Linked DNA regions of Ovis aries: region 2 is linked to region 1. The links are chromatin contacts, called in public Hi-C maps. All regions are on one chromosome and are shown on one strand. The core of a region is the stretch at or near the end of the contact, and the rest is flanking DNA. Distances in the headings are between cores, read along the strand shown.

Evidence for each region. Hi-C and Micro-C count contacts between places; a contact is called where the count stands out from the background.
Region 2: a Hi-C map of skin fibroblasts shows a contact between it and region 1, with 1.8 times the contacts expected there. The contact joins two enhancer-like sites. A contact is called at or near these places in 2 of 16 Hi-C or Micro-C datasets (skin fibroblasts and tail adipose tissue).

What each region holds. Positions count from the first base shown.
Region 1 is chr2:162,038,166-162,040,865 of ARS-UI_Ramb_v3.0, forward strand. No RefSeq gene overlaps it. Among named protein-coding and RNA genes, the nearest start is that of ACVR2A, 320 kb to the left of the region's middle. Within about 2 kb of position 1,261, at least 2 of the 54 cell types and tissues checked have an H3K27ac peak or open chromatin away from gene starts, as enhancers often do.
Region 2 is chr2:162,196,964-162,199,955 of ARS-UI_Ramb_v3.0, forward strand. No RefSeq gene overlaps it. Among named protein-coding and RNA genes, the nearest start is that of ACVR2A, 480 kb to the left of the region's middle. Within about 2 kb of position 1,533, at least 6 of the 54 cell types and tissues checked have an H3K27ac peak or open chromatin away from gene starts, as enhancers often do.

The sequences.
Region 1 (2,700 bases), core at 11-2,510:
TTCTCATACATGGCCCAGTTTCCATTTACTTTGTCTCTGGAGACCTCTAACAAGCTCACCAAGTGATCTCTTTGAGGCCTCTCTCATTAGTACTGAGGTGAGGGTAGAAATTTCCAAAAAATTCCTCGCTCCAATCTTCAATTCTTCCAGCCTTCTCAAATGATTTCTTTATATACCCATGAGCAGGTAAGGGGACAAGTGTCACAGAACAGTTTGAGGACACCTCTTTTGTAAATCCTGCTCAGGTTGTTATCTCACTTTGAAATTTGGGATAATTGGCACCACTTTAGAGGTCTCAGTTGAAACTGAGACTGAAAGAGTTCCGCAACATTCTGGTATTTGAAAAGTATTATTGCTCACTTTTATTGAGTTCTTATTATGTGTTACACTCCACTAAGAACATAAAAGGGGGAAACTGAGGCTTACAGGTTAAATTACTTATTCAGAGCCACATTGTTGATAAACAGCAGAGCTGTAATTTGAATCCAGTTCTGACCACCACAGCCCATGTCTTAACCACTGTCTGTACTGTCTTCCTAATATTTTTGTTCCCAACTTTTAATCCCCAGATAATATCACTTGGGTTGCATTGAATTAAATTGCCTAGCGATAATTAGACTGTTGAGTTTATCATTTTGGTTCTGTCTCTTCCATGTGTTATATGTTTATGGGAAATCCCTTGACAATTATTGGTACAGTCAGGGCTGTGTCTTTCCTCCTTCTCTGGAAAACATCCTTGGTGATATTCTGATCAATTAGTTACAATCAACTGACTGCAGATCTGGCCCTTTGTTAACTACAAGGGCAAAGAAAGCTTATCAAATTCAGAGTCTGAGAATATGATTGGGACAATGGGCAAAGGCAATCCAAGAAGCACCTTGTTTATATCTCAGGCAGTATTCTTATAAGCACCTAGATTGATTTGGCTGTCTTTGAGCAGGTCACAAGTGGAAATTCTGAGAAATTCTATTCCATGGATGGAGGGCTAATTGTGTGTGCTGTTGATTTGTTTGTCTTCCCTCTGTCACAACTAAAGAAAGAGCCCACACTTGGATGTGGATATTTATTGAATATATTTCATAACTGCCTCTTTTGAAGCATCTGGTTGCCTTATGTTGATTCAGAACATTCACCACCCTGCTATACTCAGCTGTTTTTTTTTTTTTTTTGGTCACAGGCAGAATCAACCATCAACCCACCAAACAGAGCCAAACCTCAGGATTGCAGGATACTCAGTCACTCTCTAGGCTGGAAAATGTGTCTTAGTAACAAGAAACTACATAGAGGCATTTGAAGAGGCCAGCTCTCCTCAGCTTCGGCCAAGGTGGCAGAGAACAGTGCAATGATTGCATCTCTTGTGGAAGGATTTCTGGGGTAACTTTAGTCCCATGGGGATGGAAAGTTTGGGAATGGTACCAGGATAAGATTTAAGACCAAATGTGCAAGCAGGAAGGCGGGCTTGAATAGACTCTTGCTTGTTCAGTAGGTCACTGAGTGCTATTTGTGAGCTAGAGCTTAGAAATATTCAGGTCTATATCAAAGATGTGTTGTTCTTGATTAGCCCCAATCTCTTTTTTTCTGTAGCTTTTCATAGTGAGAATTTAATCTCAGGCTGCCTTCTCTTGTTATCAGATTAAATATGCTCAGGGAATGGAAATTAATTTCAATAGTTGACTAAATAAACCCAGTTAAGAAGAGTAATCTGCTCCCAGTGAAGCATGAGCCATACATTCTAGAACAATGCAGAAATGGCTTACTTTGAAGGGTCTGGTTTTATTCTTAAGTTACCTTCTCCATATTTCTGTTTCCTAATTAGGGAAACAGCCCAGAGGAAACTAAGGGGAGAATGAGTTGCCATTTGTAGCTTTAAATAGTCACCCCAGGGCCATGGATTTAAGTCCATGGAGGAAGGAAAGTGGTGGAGAAACTTCGAGCTTGGATGGGGTTTTGTGGTTAGATATGATGCAACCAGAAATGAGTGTTGGAAGTTATGTTCTCCAGATGGCTTCATGTCTCAGACCAGGCCAGAGAGAGATATCATTTAATTCCCTTGAGCTGCTTTTATTAAATATGTCTGGGATAGAAAACACAACTAAGTTAGAAGTCTGTGGAGAAAGAGCTGAGTTCTGGGAAATTCCTTTTCATGTATCTGATCTCAGCCCTTTGTGGGGGATCTTTCTGGGGAACAAGGTTCCTGGAGAGTGAATGATCACATTTATCAAATAAGGTCCTTATTGGGACAGTGTTGACAAAAGGAACCTCACCTTTTCTGAGAACTGGCAATATATCCTGAATTTAGTACACAAATAACTGAATGAGAATATATAGAAAATTTTTTTATCCTTGTTTTACAGAATGAAAAACTTGAGTCAAAGAGTGGCTACATTGTCCGGGGGTGAGTGAGAAGGTTTGAACTGCAACAAATCTTCTGAATCCTGTGATTGGTCTAATACCGCACCATTGCAAGAACATCATCATCATAGTTAATATGTACTTAACACTTTTAACATTTAAAACTTTTCATGTTTATTTCCTCATCTAAATAAGGTGGGTATAAATGAGATAAGGAGAAACCTAACTATTTATCTAAAATCACACAGAAAGTTGAGATCAGAATCAGAGTCCAAGGGCCTGGTGATTGTTTCAGGGAACTGTACATCAGGTCTTACCTGGGAAATCTGAAGATGAGCTACTTAAGTT
Region 2 (2,992 bases), core at 283-2,782, 160 kb after region 1:
CTCTAATAAGAAATAAAGCAAGCCCAGAGGAACACATACGAATCCCAAAAGAGTTTTTCTGAGGAGGTGAACCATGGTCAGTGATCTGAAGAAAACGAGGGGCGTCTTGGTGGCAGTGGAAGCAGGTTAGGGACTGGCGAGTAGGTCAGGAGGCTGGTGCATCTGTTCAAGCAAGAGGTGTTGATGGCCTGAACCAAGGTGGTGGCTGTGAAAGCTGGAGAGGTGGTTGGACAGAATGCAGAGGAAGTGCTAACACTTTTGCTGAAGTGCTAAACACTTTTACTGATAAAAAGAGGGAGATAAAACATGATTGCAAGGATTTTTAGTGTGAGTATGTGGCAAGATAAAGATACCTGCCACTGAAATAAGACTGCAGGACAGGTGGAAGGGAAAATCAAACAATCAGTCTTGACTATGATAAAGCTGAGATGCCTATGGGACATCAAAGTAGAGAAATTAAGACATCAAGCAGATAGGTTTGTAGTTAAGTCCAGAGCACTGGGCCAAAAATAAAATTTTGCAATTTTTACCCCCTGTAAATAGATAATAATTAGAACTCTGGAACTGGATAAAACATCTAATTGAGTTAAGTGTAGATTGTGAAGAAATCTATTCACTGCTTTGAATTAAAAAAAAATGATAAGGGGAATTCACTAAGGAAACTGAGATGGAGAACCTAGTGAGGGTTGATGGTTCAGTAAGGACTCCTTGATTTTAGGGGCAAATTCTCTTTTTTACTTTAGATGATTTTTATGACTAAAAGAGGGCTTCCCAGGTGGCGCTAGTGGTAAAGAACCTGCCTGTCAATGCAGGAGACATATGAGACCCTGGTTTGATCCCTGGGTTGGGAAGATTCCCTGGAGGAGGGCATGGCCACCCACTCCAGGATCCTTGCCTGGAGAATCCAATGGACAGAGGAGCCTGGCAGGCTACAGTCCATGGGGTCACAAAGAGTTGGACATGACCGAAGCAACTTAGTTTGCACATATGACTATGGAAGCAGTAGAAGAGTGCTTTTGCCATCTGATCCTAATGTCAGAGTTTTACATGTAGATGTCAGCCTGGAAACGTGGTTCCTTCCCTACCAGATGTGCTCTCCTTGGATCCCCGCTTCATCCGTAAGGCAAGGGAATAATCCTGCTCTTCTCCCTTTTCATATTCAGAGGGGAGATTTTTGTGGTTTATCACCTTTACCAGGTTCCTTTTGATATTTATTTTAATTGATTTCACTTTTATTGGGAATGTATTACAGTTTGGCCAGGGGTCAATTCTATGATGAGGTGGTTGGTTTTGGGGCTGTCTTAGGACAGTGAGGTTTTTCAGTGCAGGAACTCATATTATCTGCATCATATTACCTAAGTCAGGGCAACATCTTTAACAAATCCCTCACTCCCTCAGGATTTTCACATTGGGGTGTGTTGCTGTCAAATATTCAAAACTGCAAATGTTTCTGAGGATATAAATGAAGCCTGACTCATCGTGAACCTGTGAACTCACCCTAGTCACTAGACCAGATGGAATGTGAACAAAGGTCAAAATAGATTCATCTCAGTAGTATGTCTGCTGACATTGTAATACGTACTTAACTGCCTCTGTTCCCTTGCCACAACAAACTATGAAAATTACTCATGATAGTTTAAAGTAGCATCTTACTCCATCCCAATGGCATTTCTTAGCTTCAAGGTGGAGGCTGCCATCTTGCTACAATAATGGTCAATTTATATATACATATATCTAGCTTACAATGGGTCTTCCCAACTAAATTTGTCATGGAAGTCATTGGAGATGGGCTAAGAAAGCATTTTATAACCCTCATGCTGGCAATGTCATAAGTGACCTTTTAAAATGGTGGCCTCCATTCTAGAATTTAGAAGGGTCAATAAGCAGTTTAATTAAAACCAAGTTTATTTTTTACAACTTGTTTATCATGGCAAGTTTTTCTTGCTCTTTGCTATGTGAACTTTCATTAGAATCTGTTAAGCACAATGGGAATAGTATTTTTTAGTGATAACAAATCAAGCTAGAATCAAAATAATTGGGGAATTTTAATTATTAATATGATGAACAGTTATATAGCACATTTGATTAATGTCATTTATCCATGATTGAAACCTCTAAGGCAGGCACTTTTATGCTTTGCAGAAAAATAAATGGAGGCTTATAGAAGGTGAATGATATGGTATAGAGTCATTAAAAACATTCAGTAAAAATACAACATTGTAAGTCAACTATTAAAACTTTTGAAAATAACGCAATCAATTCAGAAGACTAAAAGGTAAAAAAAAAAAAAAAAAAAAAAATCAGTAGAGCTGAGTCTGAAACTCAGATCTCATTCCAAGGCTGTATTTTTCCCTCTACACTATACTACAGTATGATCCAGTGAATAATCAAAGATTGTTTTCCATGTATTTATTACAGGGAAAATCTCTAAAAATGGTTGAAATGTAGGGAATTTTCTATTGAATCTATTTTGCCTTTCTTTTAGAAGCTTAACTAAAAAGATCACTAAAAGAGGGCACAATGTTATATCTTAGAAATGTAATTCTATAACTCTTTGGAAACAATATATGTGAAACAGAACAGAATAGGGAATGGTATAAGCTCATTTTACAGAGCTGTCTAATTTCTGAGGAGATACAATTTTATTGTTCCTAGGTCTTTGAGGGAATATGTATCCAAAAACAATTTATGATGTCATATATCAGAGTTTCAAAGTTCAAAGAAAAATTAAGGCAGAATTGAAGAAAACAAAAGAGAGAAGGGAAAAATAATCTAGAGGCTATGGGGGAATCTTAAAGAGGCAGCATATATCCACCAAGTGGCTTTTAGTATTGAAATATGCCCTGAAGTTGACCCCAACAAAGATGATGAAATAGTCAGTGAGTTAACTTCTAGCAAAGTTATAGTTGACCATAAATTTGTCTTGGAAATGATGCAGAGAAAATGTCCTCAAATATTTATTTTAGCAGAGGAATTTTAGATGAAGAAGATA